Linked DNA regions of Sus scrofa: all the other regions are linked to region 4. Evidence: chromatin contacts called from public HiChIP or PLAC-seq data. All regions are on one chromosome and are shown on one strand. The core of a region is the stretch at or near the end of the contact, and the rest is flanking DNA. Distances in the headings are between cores, read along the strand shown.

What was found. HiChIP or PLAC-seq counts read pairs in DNA pulled down with a chosen protein or histone mark.
Region 1: a contact with region 4 is called in an H3K27ac HiChIP or PLAC-seq map of skeletal muscle, with 10 times the contacts expected there. The contact joins two enhancer-like sites. A contact is called at or near these places in 1 of 47 Hi-C or Micro-C datasets (epiblast stem cells) and 1 of 2 datasets of contacts at active chromatin or transcription factors (skeletal muscle).
Region 2: a contact with region 4 is called in an H3K27ac HiChIP or PLAC-seq map of skeletal muscle. The contact joins two enhancer-like sites. A contact is called at or near these places in 2 of 47 Hi-C or Micro-C datasets (embryonic fibroblasts and heart right ventricle) and 2 of 2 datasets of contacts at active chromatin or transcription factors (alveolar macrophages and skeletal muscle).
Region 3: a contact with region 4 is called in an H3K27ac HiChIP or PLAC-seq map of skeletal muscle. The contact joins two enhancer-like sites. A contact is called at or near these places in 1 of 47 Hi-C or Micro-C datasets (skeletal muscle) and 2 of 2 datasets of contacts at active chromatin or transcription factors (alveolar macrophages and skeletal muscle).

What each region holds. Positions count from the first base shown.
Region 1 is chr13:206,507,493-206,511,549 of Sscrofa11.1, forward strand. No RefSeq gene overlaps it. Among named protein-coding and RNA genes, the nearest start is that of SIK1, 44 kb to the left of the region's middle. Within about 2 kb of position 2,194, at least 22 of the 83 cell types and tissues checked have an H3K27ac peak or open chromatin away from gene starts, as enhancers often do. A contact at or near this core is called in skeletal muscle, where this site is marked.
Region 2 is chr13:206,436,458-206,440,075 of Sscrofa11.1, forward strand. No RefSeq gene overlaps it. Among named protein-coding and RNA genes, the nearest start is that of SIK1, 28 kb to the right of the region's middle. Within about 2 kb of position 2,289, at least 23 of the 83 cell types and tissues checked have an H3K27ac peak or open chromatin away from gene starts, as enhancers often do. A contact at or near this core is called in skeletal muscle, where this site is marked.
Region 3 is chr13:206,534,869-206,538,697 of Sscrofa11.1, forward strand. No RefSeq gene overlaps it. Among named protein-coding and RNA genes, the nearest start is that of SIK1, 71 kb to the left of the region's middle. Within about 2 kb of position 1,338, at least 48 of the 83 cell types and tissues checked have an H3K27ac peak or open chromatin away from gene starts, as enhancers often do. A contact at or near this core is called in alveolar macrophages and skeletal muscle, where this site is marked.
Region 4 is chr13:206,298,301-206,302,322 of Sscrofa11.1, forward strand. No RefSeq gene overlaps it. Among named protein-coding and RNA genes, the nearest start is that of CRYAA, 6.4 kb to the left of the region's middle. Within about 2 kb of position 2,626, at least 53 of the 83 cell types and tissues checked have an H3K27ac peak or open chromatin away from gene starts, as enhancers often do. A contact at or near this core is called in alveolar macrophages and skeletal muscle, where this site is marked.

The DNA.
Region 1 (4,057 bases), core at 944-3,443, 210 kb after region 4:
GTCCCATTAGATGTGCGGCTGGGCTGCTCCCTGGCGTCCCACAGCCCCAGGAGGAGAAAAGACAGGCAGGAGGGCCCGGGCTTTGGGACCTGGGTGGGAGCAGGTGGTGGTGATGAAAGGGGCCTGGTGACGCTCGGGGTGCGGGGGGCGGGGCTTCATGTTGGAGGTAGGGACAGGCCCGGCCTGGGTCACCGTCTAGGGTTCCCCTCTCATTGTCCCCTCCCCCGCCCCCGGCACCATCCTCGTTCCCCGGAGACTCTGAGCAGCCCGGGCACCAGGCCAGGTGAGGTGGGCCCAGGTGCGCCCAGGTGAGTCTCCATGACACTCTGTGCCCCACGGAGGGGACCGCCACCCAGACCCCCAAGATAAGCCGCCAAGGGGGACAGAGGGGAGGTTGGGGTGCTGATGACCTAATTCAGCTCAGAGAGTTGACATCAGCGCCTGTTTGGGTTCGAGGGGTGGCAGACCTGCTCAAGCAGGCCGGGCCCCAGGTCACCAGCTCCATCCTGAACTGTGCCCCCAGGAGCTCAGGGGGGCCTTTCCTTCCCAACTGGAGTTGAATGGTGGTCCCCAAAATATGCCTAGGTCCCGACCCTCGGAGCCTGGGAGGGTTATTTGGAAGTGGGGTCTTTGCAGATGTGACCCGGGTGGACCTTAAATCCAAGCGTGACAAGAGGGGCCAGCGCAGATGAGAGGCAACGGCCCAGCCCAGTTATGAGGGCAGGCAGGTACCAGCAAGAGTGCTGTGCACGTGTGCCCAGCGTAGCGGTGACAGCAGTTGGAGGCCCCGGGCTGCTGGGCGGGAGGAGCGGGGGCTGGGCCGCGGCCCTGGAGGCTCTGCCGGCCACGGAGCCATGCCTGCTCCGTGTGTCCCAGCACTTTCTCTGGCAGGCGCCCCGCCCAGAGTCCCTTTCCTGCGGGGCTGGAGCGTGTCCTGCCCACTTCCCGTGCGTGTGCGGGCACCCAGCCCAGCTGCAGGTGTCTGGACTCGCCCAGGCTTTTCAAGTAGCTGCACGCGGGTTATGTAAGGAGCCTTTTATGGAAGCAGCAGGCTCCCATCCCAGGCCTGGGGGCTGCACCAGTGCTCCAGGACACTGACCCAAGTCCCCAGCACAAGGACGGGCCGGCGCAGAGGGCACCCAGCCCGCTCGCACCCCCACACCCACTTTCTGCCCTCCCCCTGCTCTCACAAGCCGCTCGGCCAAAAGGCAGGCCCGCTGCACCCTCTGCCTGGACAGCGATGCTTCGGGGGCCCCGAGAGACAGCGAGGGTCCTGCTGAGAGGCCGGACAGGGGGTGTGGAGGCCAAAGCAGGAGCCTGGCCTGGCGGGTCCCCCAGCTCCAGAGCCTGGGACAGGACCCAGGTCGGTCTATGTTGGGGCGGGGGGACCCCGGTGCACCAGGAGCAAAGTGGGAAGGGCCAGGGGCCAACGTGTCTCTGGGGGACGCAGCCACCTTGAGGCTGAGGACACACCGTGGGGCTGCCCACCCAGGAGGAGGGGGCTGGGCTGCTAACCCTCCAGCTGCGCGTGTCACTGGCAAGGGGCTGCCAGGGCCTCAGCTCCCAGGAGGTGGGGCTCCTGTGGCCAGAGGGGGCCTGCAGGCCTCGGCTGCACAGGGCGCTGAGTGCCCAGGGCCCCGGGCAGGCTACCGGCGGTGCTGGCCACAGGCCGCTTCCACTCCGGGTTGGAGGGACAGGAGGAGAGGGTGTGACTCCGGCAGGATGGTGCTGCAGAAGCCGCGGCTGCAGCTACAGAAGCACCTGCAGATGCAGCTGGAGCCGAGAGGGAGAAACACCCCGCTTCCCCCGGAACGGCCTCTGCGCTCCCAGCGAGCACACTGGCCACACGGGGCAGCCAGGCGGCGGACCGCAGCCTCGGGGTCAGCTCTGCCCCCGGAGCCGCGCTCAGCGAGGGGGTCTGGGGACCCAGACCCTGCACCCCGTGTGCCCCCAGAGGCTGAGAAGGGAGGCCAAGGTCAAGGCCACAGCGGGGGAGCCCGAGCAGACTTCCCAGAGCCGGGCGCTGGGCGGTGGAGGCGGCGGCCCGCTTCCGCCCGGGGAGGCCACGCGCGCAGCCCTGTCCCCTGCCTGTTCCCCGCCCGCTGCTCCGGAAGCCTGGCTCTCCACTCCCGAGCGCTCCGGAGGCCTCGCTCCTTCTCATTCCCCAAATAGGAAGTCTTCGCAGCCCTCGGCCAAATACGTGGGGAGCTGACTTCAGAGATTAGCCGCCAGGAAGCCTCACTACCTAACAGAGCTGATAAGGGCCCCCGAGGAGAAAGGCATCCGGCCCTGAACCAGTGGGAAGGGGGCGGGGAGAGGAACTGGGCAGAGCGATCGTCCTCCCCCCCGCCCCCCGGCACCCCCGGGACTGTCCTCTCAGCTCCTGAACAGGGACAGAAGAGGGCCCCTCCCCCAAACACCCCCACTTAAAAATATTCCTAGGATTTCCTGCTGTGGCTCAGCGATAACAAACCCAACTAGGATCCGTGAGGACGCAGGTTCGATCCCTGGCCTCGCTCAGGGGGTTAAGGAGCCGACGTTGCCATGAGCTGTGGTGCAGGTCACAGACGTGGCTCAGATCCCAAGTGGCTGTGGCTGTGGGGTCAGCCGGCAGCTGCAGCTCCAATTCAACCCCTAGTCTGGGAGCTTCCATGTGCTGCAGGTGCAGCCCTAATAATACAAATAAATTTTTTAAAAATTAAAATATTATTGTTTCACCAGTATTCCCATGACAGGGAACTTGTTCTAAAGAGAAAAGTTTTCAGCAGGCAGATGGGTCGCCTTGTAATTATTCGTCAGAAGGGGGTTCCCCTCTGTTCTCCCGAAACCAATGGACCCGACTGGCACCGGCGCCAAGGTGAAGTGGAAGAACACGCTGACTTCAGCCTGAGCGCCAGTTCCTGTGCAGGAGTGGCCCTGAGGGTCCCTGCGGGTCTGGTGGGGCACGAAGGGGCCGCTGTCCCCAGGGAGAGCCAGGCGGGCCTGTCCGCCCAGAGCAGGGCCTTCTGCCGTCTGGTTGGTATTTCTGCGGTTCCGCCTGCTCAGGCCTCACTTCCTAACCTGAAGCCTGCAAACCCACGGGGCTTGGGGGCGCCAGGGCACCAGCCACATCGGCCCCTTGCCTCCCAGCGCCCAAGCCATCACACAGCCCTCTGGGCGGCAGCAGGGGACACCGGCCCGGGCTCTGGGCCCCGAGTGCCGCAGAATCCGTGGTTGTTGGGGAGACACACGCGGGGTGGGGAGGGGCGGGGACTGGGCCAGACCCACTCGGGGTGTTCAAGTGCAGGACCATTCTCCTCCTCCACCTGTGCCCCCTCCACCCCCCTCCTGCTTCTGGAAGGACTGACCAGAGCAAAGCTCTCTGTGCCCCCAGAAGCTCCAGCCACAAGCTAAACGGCCGCCCGGCTCCAGCTCCCTGCTCACCTGTAGCGTTTCCGGGCTGGTCCTGCAGGTGGCAGTGACCTTGGCGCATGGTACCAAGTGTGGGGGCACAGTCTGGTGGGCCCACAGGGAGCTGAGGCCCCAGTGCCCCCAAGGGAGCTGCGAGGCGGGGTGGGAGCCACTCTGGGGGCGTGGGTAGGGCAGGACTGCTGAGGCCTGGGAAGCCCGGCACTGTGCCACTGCGGGCTGGCCCCCGGGGGGTCGGCTTTCTCATCCGTGCTGATGACAAGTAGTCACCAAATGCTGCAGGTGACCTCCGGCAACCCTCACAGCACTACCTCTCATGTAGGGACAAGACGCCAGAGAGCCCACAGGTGTCTGGCCGGACACCCGGCCCCCTAAGCTCACTCTGTAAGGGGAGGCGACCCGGCTCCCCAGGGGGCTGCTCTGAGGCAGCAGTGCCCGCCTGTGGGTCCCCTATCCAGAGCCGGTCAGCGGGGAGGGCCGCCTGGGAGCGACATCCTTAAATCCAGCCCTGGGGCCTCCAGGTTGCAGGCACTGAAAGTCCCTTCCGCTTTCCTCCTGGAGCTGGGGTCGTGCAGGAGGGAGGCACCCTTCGTCGTGGGCAGAGATGGGGCAGTTCCAGCCCTGACCAGAGACGGCGAGGGTGCAGGCG
Region 2 (3,618 bases), core at 1,039-3,538, 140 kb after region 4:
GCCGGGGCTGCATGGCCCGTCTTCATGGGCCTGTCACACCAGCTTGGGGACAGTGTCTGAGCCGGAAAAGGAGGGGCCAAGGCGGGGTCCCTGAGTGTGCAAGAAGGGGAGGTGGCCGGGGCACCCAGCACCCTGTCCTCGTCCTTCTAAAGGCCAGTGGGGCCGAGACCCACAGGGGCCCAGCCAGGTGTGGGCGCAGGTGACTGGGCGGGCAGGGCAGAGAGAGCCCTGCATTTCTGCCCGGTGACTGTCTGTGCTGGGTGGCAGAGGGCGAGGGACGGGGTGCGTTTCTGCTTCTAGAACAACGGTCGGTGGGGCACGCGGCCCTCATCAGTCACCACAGGTGAGGGCGTGCTGAGGTAACGAGGAGCCCCAAGGTCTCAGAAGCCTCCAGAACGATTTCTTTCCTTCTTTTCTATCTTTTTGTCTTTTTAGGGCCACACCCGCGACATATGGAGGTTCCCAGGCTAGGGGTCGAATCGGAGCTGAAGCCACCAGCCTACACCACAGCCACAGCCATGCGGGATCCGAGCTGCGTCTGCAACCTACACCACAGCTCACAGCAACACCAGATCCTTAACCCACTGAGCAAGGCCAGGGAGAGAACCTGCGTCCTCATGGATACTAGTTGGGTTCATTTCCACTGAGCCACAATGGGAACTCCCAAGGCCAGTTTTAAAATAGCCAATTACCCGATGAGCTGGTGAAGTTACTTTTCTTCGTGAGGCTGCGACATCACACCTCATGCCCACCCTGAGGTCTGGGAAGCAGGCTCTGGGCAGCCCCTCTGTTGCCCCCCCAGCTCCCTAAGCTCTGCTCCCGGCCCCACCAACGCCCGGGACCCCCACCCATTCACACACCCTCTCCTGCCCGAGAGGCATCTAGCCTCCTCCCCTGACAAGTATTACATGTTCCTCCAGATGCGTCACCCATGTCGCCTCCTCCAGGAGGCCTGCTGAGCCTGCTCCACCACACCCAGCTCCATTATCTCCCACCATAGCCCCTGGCAGGCCGTGTGATGCCACCACAGCTCCCCCTGGACCCCCATGTCCCCTGCAGCCCAGGGCTGGCCTGTCCCACTCACCCCAAGTCCTCAGACCTGGCTCATGTCCTCAAGCAAGGGGTCCCCATGGGGAGACCTGGCCAGGCGGCACCCAGGGACAAGATCCTGATGACCAAAGAGGCCCCTGTGGAGGTCTGGGGCCCCCTTTAGACAGCGAACCCCAGCAGCGAGCTCGCCACAGGCCACCGTGTGCTCAGGCAGTTGACTCGGCTGCCTCCAGGGCCACATCTGTCCCGTTTCGGGCACCGCCTCCCAAACGCAAGGCCTCAGGGGCTGGTGTTGGGGTGAAGGGGGGCAGGGACAGGAGGCAGCTGTCCCCATGGCGACGGCGGCCCCTCCTGCTCCGGGGGTGTCACCAGGACTGGGGCCCAGGGCAGGGGGCTCACGGTTGCAAAGGCTCTTTTCCAGGAAACACACCCCAGTGTCAACGGCTGAGCCTCCGGGGGCTCAGATCTTAGCTTACATTCATGTTTGTCCCTTTGGAGACACGAATTTTCTCGGCCACCTTCAGTCTTGGGGAAGGGACCTGTCAGGGCCCTGCTTTGGCCGCTCTGGGCCCTTGTGGACTCGCCTCTCCCCCCCCTCCCCCGCCCAGTCTTGCCTCAGCTCCTGTCCCAGGATGCGACGTCGGGTCCTTCAGCTGCTGAGCCACAACGGGAACTCCAAAACGTCAAGCTTTTAAACAAAGGCAGGCTCCGGGCCTGGCCCAGGGCGCCAGGACCCTGGCTGGTGCTGCCCCGGATCCCACAGGACCCAGCAGGTGTGCGGACTGGAAGTTCAGGGGCTCCGAGCCTGCGGCGGGATCGCTGCCAGGAACAGACGTGGCTGCCTGGGCTTCCTGCGGAGGGAAAACAATATCCCAGCGAGGAAATCCCGGCTCCCAGGGAATTTCCCAGGCTGCGGGCGGGTGACTCCCGCCCCACGACGGGCGCGGGGCCAGGGCCTCCCGGGAGCCTCAGACCCTCTGCCAGGGGACTGTGGCTCCAGGGCCCCCGGAGACCGAGCTTCCCACACAGAGGGGAGGCTGAGAGCCTGACCACTGAACCCAGAAGTGTGTTCTAACCCGCCGCCTGTGAGTAATTAGTTATGGAGCCTGACCCCCGGGGAGGAAGAGAACAAAGACCACTTGCATCTGATTTCGCTTGAGGAAAAGTTCCACCAGTCCCCGCTGCTGCGGAGGGAGGATGCCCCAGGGAGAAAAGCGAAAGCTGCTTCCAGATTTCTCCACCTGGGAAAGTCCCTTCCGACGACAGCAGCGGCCGTGACTTCACGGGAGGGGAGGGTCGTTCCAGGTGTGGGCCTGACGGGAAATAGATGTTCCCATCCAGCTGGGTCGTCTGAGGAGTGTTTCTTAGAGGCACAATCTGCAAGAGGGTAGACAGGCCTTCGCAAGCAAGGCAGGGGTGGGCAGTGTCCTGGGGGTGGCCCAGGAGAGGCTGTGTCCCCCCCCGGACCTGAGGGAGGGGAGGAGCAGGGACTGACCTTGTAGCCACTGGGGCAGGAAAGCCCGGGGAGGACAGGGCATGGGCACACACACGCGTACACACACACACACGCGGAAAGGAGTGATCTACGTAGCAATCTAAACCCACAAACCTTCGCTCCCCTCAGCTTCGGTGGCTCAGGGAACCAGGAGGTACTCAGCTGGGTGGTTCTGACTCAGGGTTTATTCACCGCGAGGCTGCAGCCAGTTGAGCCAAGGCTGCCTCATCCAGAGGTGTGACCGGGGCTGCAGGTTCTGTTTTCTAGAATGTCTGTGTACGTGGCGGTGGGCAGGAGGTCTCTGTCCCCCACCGGTGGACCTCTCTGCAGGGCTGCCTGAGTGTCCTCACGCCATAGCCGCTGGCTTCCCCAAGAGTGAGTGACCCAAGAGAGGACGACGGAAGCCACCGTGTTGTGTGTGACCTTGTCCTGGATGTCACTGACCCTCTCAGTCCCAGTGCCGGAGGGGATTCCCAAAGGGCATGAGGGGCTCCCGGCGTGGCTCAGTGGGTTAAGAACCCGACTAGCATCCATGAGGTTGAGGGTTCGATCCCTGGCCTCGCTCAGTGGGTTAAGGATCCGGCGTTGCCATGAGCTGTGGTGTAGGTTGCAGACGCGTCTCCGATCCCACGTTGCTGGGGCTGTGGTGTAGGCCGGCGGCTGTAGCTCCGATTGGACCCCTAGCCTGGGAACCTCCATATGCCGCAGGTGCAGCCCTAAAAAAAAGAAAAAAATGGGGGGGGGGAGGCATGAGGCCCAGGAGATGAGGGCGGCTGGGTGCCAGCTTAGAAGCTAGATTCCAGTTTGAGCGAGACCGTTACCGGAGCTGGGGATCCAGTGGCCGAGGTTGAAAATGGCAGAGGTACTGAGCACCCCTGGTGGCCCCCAAACCTCCCCGCAGAGCTTAACGCATGAGAGTGCGACAGGGGGGCGTCCAGCAGGGTTGGGGGGCCCTGGGGGAGCCAGCCTGGAGGATGCGGGGCCGAGGGGAAGGGCGCCTCCCGCACCCCAAGCCCGCGCCCTGGGAGACGGCAGCTGAGCTCACCGAGGGGGACAAGACGGCAAGCGGCCTG
Region 3 (3,829 bases), core at 88-2,587, 240 kb after region 4:
GCTACAAGGTCTAGCCCAGGGCCAGCGCAGAGGTCTGGAACGGAGCCATCACACGAGAGCATGCCCAGGTTTGGGGGAGCCCCCAGAAGGGGGGTATGCAGGGCAGGTTTCCGAGAAGGGCTTGCCCATTTGTGCACCTGCCGTCACATCTCACAAGATGAGTGACTGCGCTGAACGCCAGGGTGACTAAGACCCACTCCAGCCTGACCAGGAGGGACAGACACACTCAGGACAGACCCACTCCAGCTTGGCCACCCAGGCCTGCCTCTACAGCAGAACAAAGGGGGCTCAGGAGCAGACCCTGGTGTGTTTCTGGAGAATCCCAGGGAAGAGGTGCCAGGAACAGAGGGCAGACAGCCACACTGTGCCTTCCTGGGCTGACCATCTCTGAGGGCAACTGTCTTAGCTCGAGCCACTGTCACAGACCGCCACGTGGCCAGCCCTCACACAGGCTCTTACTCCTCGCAGTTCGGGAAGCTGGACATCCAAGACAGAGGTGCCAGCAGCTGCAGGTTCACGGAGGACTGCCTGCTCCTAGATGCGTCCTTGCAGGCTGCCAGTGCCCTGCCCTGCAAGAGGCCCAGTCGGCCCCGAGGCCCCACCCAGGGGCCCAGGGAGAGGGCAGAGGACCACATGGTTACACCCGCAGACAGCGTGGCTGGCAGGAAGATGAGCCAGGGGTCCAGGGCTCAGACCGTCACCCCACGAGAGACAGAGCTTCCGGGGCCCCGTGGAGACAACCCCTTGGGGTGCCAGGCTGGAAACTACAAAAGCCCCGGCAAACTTTCTCCTATTTGGTAGCCTCTGGAAGACACAGGAGGGGACGGCAGAGATGCCGGAGGGACAGACTTGTGAGGCCGGTGAATCTCAGACAAGCCCACACCTCCAGGCACAGGCCGAGGGCCAGCAGTGTGGTCAGGGGTGTGGGGGCCACCCAGCTGGTCGGGCTGTGCTGTCCAGCTGCCCCATCCAGCCTCCTCGGGGACACTGCCTCAGGACAGACTCGCCCTGGCAGCATCACTTGGTTCCGAGGTGCACAGCCTGTAGGACCAGCCGGGTCTCTGGCCGGAGCCCCACCTCTCAGCTCTCACGTGCTTGCGGTGTGCGAAAGAAATGCACAGATTTTAACGGGAGCCCAAACTAAATGCCCTCAGGAAAAGGAAAACTAGGGCAAAAACACGGGCATGTTCCAAAGGCAGAAGCGAAAGTGGATTCGGACCCCAACCCATCAGATCGGCTTTGCCACGCGGCCCCGCCCCTTTCCGTGACTCTGACTTTCTAAGAATGAAACCCGGCAGATCCGAGCTCTGGGCTCGGCCGGGAGGGAAGGGACAGGGTCTGTTCAGATCCCCTCCCGGAAGATGAGAACTCAGCTGCCCTTGTCTGTTGGCTTTCTTGGGGGCCCGTTCCTTAGTCCCTGGGGCGGGGGGGGGGGGCCGGGGGGGGCACCCAGGGCGAGCCACCCCCCACCCGCCCGGATCAGAGCTTCCTGCTGTGACACAGTCCCGTCCCCTCCCCCCGCTCCCTCCCCCGCGGGGCCAAAGGCCGCCCGCCCAGGCCGCGCTGTTCCAGGACTTGGAAGGGGCAGCGTGTGCCGAGTAGGGCAGGGGTGGCGAGTTTCGGGGACAGGAGAGCCGTCCTGGGCTGTGCAAACCCAGGGCCGCCGGCTGGCGCTGGGGATTAACGTCCTGGCCCGCAGTCGCCGTGACGAATAATTGCAGGACAAACAGGAAGGCCTCTCACCTGCCAGAGCCCCCGGCGTTTCCTACGAAACGACAGCGCCCGGCGGGAACAGGCAGTTTTGTTCTTTGCGCCGAGCCTCTGGGCCGGTGACGTCAGCGGCTCTAAGGCCGCGTCCGGTCTGGTCTGGCCCGGGAGCTGGTCCGCAGGCAGGCACCGGGGCCTCGGAGCCGGGGCCCTGTCCCCACGCCCGCACCTCCGGCCGGGACCCGGCTGCTGACTTCGCGGCTGCTCCCGCTCCCTGACCCGAAGACAGGGCTTTGCTCGGGCAACTTGCAGGAGCAGGATTTTCCCAGCACCGGAGGGAACAAGATGAAGGAGGCTTTGGGCGGCAGGACCCTGGGGAGCAGGACCAGCAGCCTGGGGCGTCCGCCTCAGGTGGCCTCCGCCCAGCATCTGGTCCCTCGGTTGCTGGTTAAGGGGACATGTGCACAGCTGACCTCGGATGAGCAGGGCGTCCAGGTCTGTCCTGCAGGGCTCCGGGCCCTGCCCCCTGGCACAGCCTCCTGCCCAGCGTCTGAGCCCTGTACGCTTGGTCCAGAAGGAGCTGAACGGATCGAGGCGGCCCCCGAAACGTGGGGGGTGAGCGTCCTCCGTGTCCCAGGAGGCCGGCAGCCACGGCCCTGCCGCCAGCAAGCAAACCCAGGTCTGCCCACCACGGACACACAGGGAGGCACCGGAGGACAGCTGTCCACCCTGACCCCCAGGCCCGTTTTCCCCAGCTCCGCCCAGGAAACGCTTGACGACATCAGGTAGAAAAGGACAGGCCCTTTGTGACAGGCCTGCTCAGACCAGACAGGTGACAGAGGGAGCCCCAGGCCTGCCCAGGCCAGGCCCCACCCCTGCCACTGGCTGGAGAACGGGCTGCGGCGGCTGGAAGACAGCGGGCAAGGACGCGGCCGCCTCTGGACGCTCACTCTGGCCTCGCTGCCCTCCACTCGGGAGAGAACCCCTCCGGGGAGACTTGGCGCTTCTTAGTTGTGGCCCAATTCCTGCCAGGATTTCATGGGCGTGGAGACCAGGAAAACAGGGGAACTTGGCTGGACCGGAGCCAAGCCCCCCTCCTGGCTCTGGAGGCAGCAGGACAAAGCCCACCCAGGCAGGCAGACACACGCGTGCACACGCGCTCGTCACAGTGGGTGTGTCACGGCTGTGAGGCATCAGGTGACAGACACCAAGCCAGTCTGGGTCATCAGCGCCTTCTCGGCACCTTCTCACAGCTGCAGCTTCCTCCCGCTTCATGGTGTGGCCGACGGTCCTACTGCAGAGGGGCCGGGTTTCTCAAGTTCCCAGGGCATGACACACGAGCGCCCCGTGAATTTAAGGACGTCATAAACAGCTTTTATTACTTTGGTGAAAAATATGGGCTCAGGGAGTTCCCGTCGTGGCACAGTGGTTAACAAATCCGACTAGGAACCATGAGGTTGAGAGTTCAATCCCTGCCTTTGCTCAGTGGGTGAAGGATCCAGCATTGCCATGAGCTGTGGTGTGGGTCACAGACACGGCTGGGATCCTGGGCTGCTGTGGCTGTGGTGGAGGCCGGCAGCCACAGCTCCGATTAGACCCCTAGCCTGGGAACCTCCATATGCCACAGGAGCGGCCCTAGAAAAGGCAAAAAGACAACAACAACAAAAATATGGGCTCAGGAGCTCCCATTGGTGGCTCAGTGCAAATGAACTCAACTAGTATCCATGAAGATGCAGGTTCCATCCCTGGCCTTAGCTCACTGGGTTAAGGATCTGGCATTGCTATGAGCTGTGGGGTAGGTTGCAGATGCAGCTCAGATCCCATGTTGGCTGTGGCTGTGGCGTAGGCCAGCAGCTGCAGCTCCTATTGGACCCCTAGCCTGGGAACCTCCATATGCCATGAGTGTGGCCCTAAAAAGCAAAAAAAAAAAAAAGAAAGAAAGAAAGAAAAACGCAAAAAAATCCAAGTAAAATTTCCTGGGGGCCGTTCCTTAGTCCCCAGGGCAGGGGGGGAGGCACCCAGGGCACAAATGCGGCCCCTCCCCCAGCCAGGATCAGGGCTTCCTGCTGTGACACAGAAATTTTACAGGCCAGAAAGGAGTGGCATGCTCAATTCAAAGCCC
Region 4 (4,022 bases), core at 1,376-3,875:
CGTGGGCCAGGGGCCGGGGTCCTGGGGGCCTGGCTGCAGCCACAACTGAGCTGCCAATGGAGGCCTGGTCTTGCGTTCGCTGTGGACCTGGCCTGGGCCTGGCCTGAGCCGCCACCCCCAAATCCACGTGTTGGAGCCCTCGTTTCCACCCTCGCAGGTGACGGTTTGGAGACGGGGGCCCTAAAGGGGTGTTTAAGATAAAACGAGTCATCGGGACGGGTCCGAATCCCACAGGACTGGGGTCCCCGGGCCCACACACTGAAGGACGACCGTGGGGGACACGGCCGTCCACGCCGAGGAGAGAGGCCTCGGCAGAACGCAGCCCGTGACGCCTTTTGATCTTGGACTTCGGCCCCCAGGACCGTGAGGAAGTGAATGTCCGTTGTTTAAGGCTCCCCGCCCGGGGTTCCTTAGAGCAGCCGAGCTGACACTACAGGCCCGGAGACCGGGCCATCCGCCCTCTGGGGAGGCAGGCTCCCGGGATCCGGATCGAGCGCCTTGATCCGGGGTTTGCAGTGAGCACGGGGCCTCATCAGGCAGGGAAAGGAGTTTCCCAGGAGGGTAAGACCCCACCTTGCCCCGCCTCCTGAGACAGGGCCACGCCCCTCCGCCCTCCCAGGGCGCCTGGACACCCCTTCTCCGCTCTCCACCCTGCCTGGGGGTTTCTTAAGCTAAGACACCCATGTGCCAGCCTGCAGCGGCTTTGTACCTTCGGAGAGGCCTGGACTCTGGGGTCCGATGGAAATGCCTGAGGCCATTGACCAACGGCCAGGGTCTGGCCCCTTCTTGGCCCTGGAGAGCCAGCCCCGCATCCCCCTGGCCTTTGCCCGGCTGGTCCTGCCCTGTCAGCAGCATCCATGCTCCCTGGGATGTATAGGGGGCCTGTTCTGGAACAGTCCCCACACGGCCCACCCTCCACAGCTGCTGTCGGCCAAGTATCACTGACTCCGTGCAGGCACCCAGCTGCCTATCATCTTCTGCAGAGTCCAGGGCAGGTGTGCCCGATGCCCACCAGGCAGGAGGCTGCACTCATGCCAACAGGAGCTCAGCTTTGGCCATGGCTGTCTGGCCGTGCCCCACGCATCGGGGGCACCAGGCATGCCCACCAGGCATCGGGCGGCCCCAGAGCTCTGACCATGGTGCTCTGCCAGTGTCAGTGCCGCGGGCTGTTGTAGGAAGAACTTCAGAACCCAAGGGACCACCTGCTGCCCTTCCTGCTCCTCCCTCCAGACTCACGCCTGTCCACGTGCTGTAGGCCCGGGGTTCACCTCCCGCACGGCTGCCCCGCCTCTGCTGCCTGCTGATGCTTCTTGGCCCGCTGGCCTTCCCCCCACCCTGTCCACTTCTGGTCACGTCTTGCCTGGGGGCCACTCCCCAGACAGTCCTGGGCCACTGGAGTCCAGCCTTATTCACCCTAGGACACGCGGCTGTCCCCACCACCAAACTGTGAAGGCGGGTTGGCCAGCATCCCCTGAAACTGATGGTCTGTGGGCCCCACTCAGAGTCCTGCACAAATACAGATGCCCAGGCCCTGGCCCAGACCTGCCGAATTGGCCTGTGTGGGGCTGAAGCCCAGGAGTCTGCGAGCTGATAATTCTCCACGAGAAACTCACATCCAGGAGAGCCTGAGGGACTCCGGAGTAACAGCAGCTGCCTCCGTGGGTGGGTCAGTGACGGGGTGTGGCCTGGCGGCAGAGCAGCCTCCCCACCCCTAGGTCTCATTCTAGATCCTGGGGGGAGGGGCACCTTCTCATTCCAGCAAATAGGAGGCTTGCACGTGGTTACGTGGTTCTGGAGCAGGAACCGAGGTCCCCTCCGGGATCTCACGGTCACCCTGAGCTGCAGGGTCATCACTGACATTTATCAACAGCAGCAGCAGCAGGAAGAGCATTGGCGGAGCACCTACTGTGTGCCAGACACTGTGCCAGCCACACTGGCAGCTGGCAGCCCCAAAGCAGCCCAGCTGCCTGTAACGGGCTCCACTGTTAGGGAGAAAAGCAGGCTTCCAGGCTGAGTCACTTACCTGGCGCTCCCATCGGGGAGGGCCCGGCCAGGACTCACCCTGCCTGTCTGAGCTCAAAGGCAGGACTCCAGCCCCTGCACGACAGGTGTCATTATACAGCCTCACAGCTCACCCCAAGTCAGAAGGCACTGAAGAAGTCAGCCTGGTCCTGATCTGCAGGTGACTTGCTGTGTGACCACAGGCAGATTTTTGAGGCCCTCTGAGTATCAGATCCTGCTTCTCACCAGTTCACGAGGCGCAGGGTGGGTGGGGGGGAGTGGGAGGGGTGGGGGGGATGGTACTCTCTCCCAGGGGCGTCCAGCAAGCCCGTGGCCTCCTGCGTTTCCAAGACTCACCACCAGGTGCCAGCAGAGGCTTTGTCTTGGCCGCCCGGCCCTCGCGGGAAGAAGGGGCGGAGCTGAGAGGTCACCTTCACGGGTCCAGAAGCAGCCGCGCATCTGCTGCGACCAGCTCCTGGGGGTGGGCCGGCCGCGAGAGCTCTGGGAAACCCCGTCCTGACCCAGGGAGTGGGTGTCCAACAGAGGACACTGAAAAGAAAAGCCCCACTGGGAGCCAGTGGTATTTCTTTACAACAAGCAGTTTTTGTTTCGTTTTCTTGTTTGTGAAATCATTTGAAAAGGGGCAAATCATTGCCTGGCAGGCCAGCACCATGTGGGGGGGGCCCCCTGTGGCTCTGGGGGATCTCCCCCCTGGCAGAATGACGTCGTGTGTCGGCCCTCTCTGGCCATGGGCCTGCTGGCTCCCACGGTCTCTTTCTGGGAAGACTCTAGAGCAGCCTCGGGTCCTGCCACGTGCCCAGAGGGGACATGGCCTTGGCAGGCAGCCCTAACACAGTGCCTCAACACTGTGTCCAGCCGTGTCAGACAGGAACCTGATGCGGGTGGGCACAGTGGCGGGGTCACAGGTCAGCGGTCTCATCAGCCAGATGCTACACCCCGAGGCTGTGCACCTGTGTCAGACCGCACGTCCAAGGGGAAGCCACCAGGGGGGCCTGGGACCTGAGGGACAAGGCCAGGACCTGTCTCCTGGAGTCAGGGCGGTGCCTGCCACCTAGCACCTCCCTTGGCCTTCAGGACTTGGGATGGGAGTGGGCTGCCCAAAGGGGATTCCGCCCAGGCTGGGGCCGGGGAGGGGCGGCCTGGCCCAGGGCTGCGGCCCCCATGTGGCCCACATTAGGGCCAGCGTCCTGGCTGCTGGGGTGGCCAGGCTGGGGGTTCTGCCGCTGTGAGTTTGCTCCAGGATCCTGGGCTGGGGGTGGAATCTGCAGGAGCAGGGGTGGTGGATGTGTGCAGGTTGCTGTCACAAAAACAGAACCCAACAGAAGACACGCATGTGTGTGGGCTCACGCACGCACACACGTGCACGTACGGCTCAAGTCACATGCACATGCAAACACAAACACACAAGCACACACACATGCACAACACATAGTGTGAGCCACAGGTGCAGAGTATGCACGTCTGCACGTCTGTGTACACATATGCACACACAGACACGCACTACACGCACCTGCAATGGCCACGAGCAGGCTCTAGGCTCTATTTCCTGCCTCCCGTCAGCTTCTCTCTGTCTGATGTGTGCTTGAACTTGAAGACACAACCACGCCAGACATATCCTGCCCGTCTCCCCCCCTTGAGGGGAGCCTCCCTGTGTGCTGGCGAGCAGTCCCTTTCACGAGGGGCTTTTGGGAACGCCTGGCCGTCTCGGTGTGGCTGCAGCGCCTGGCTGCTGAGCCTGGAGGGGGGGAGGGCACGGTGTGCTCAAGGGCACCCCAAGGTCACGGGCAAGGAACATGAGGATCAGGCTGCTCCTTCTTCCCCAGGCTCTTCCCTCTTGCCTTCATCTCCGCCCAGCCCCCCACCCCCAGGAGCCAGAAATCAACAACAACAATAATAAATATTGTGCTTAAAAACACATCTTTCCAAAACCTCTTCAGACAGAGCCTCACTGCACTTAAGGGTGGGTTTGCAGGTTGCTAAGTATGATGGGGGGGCACCGG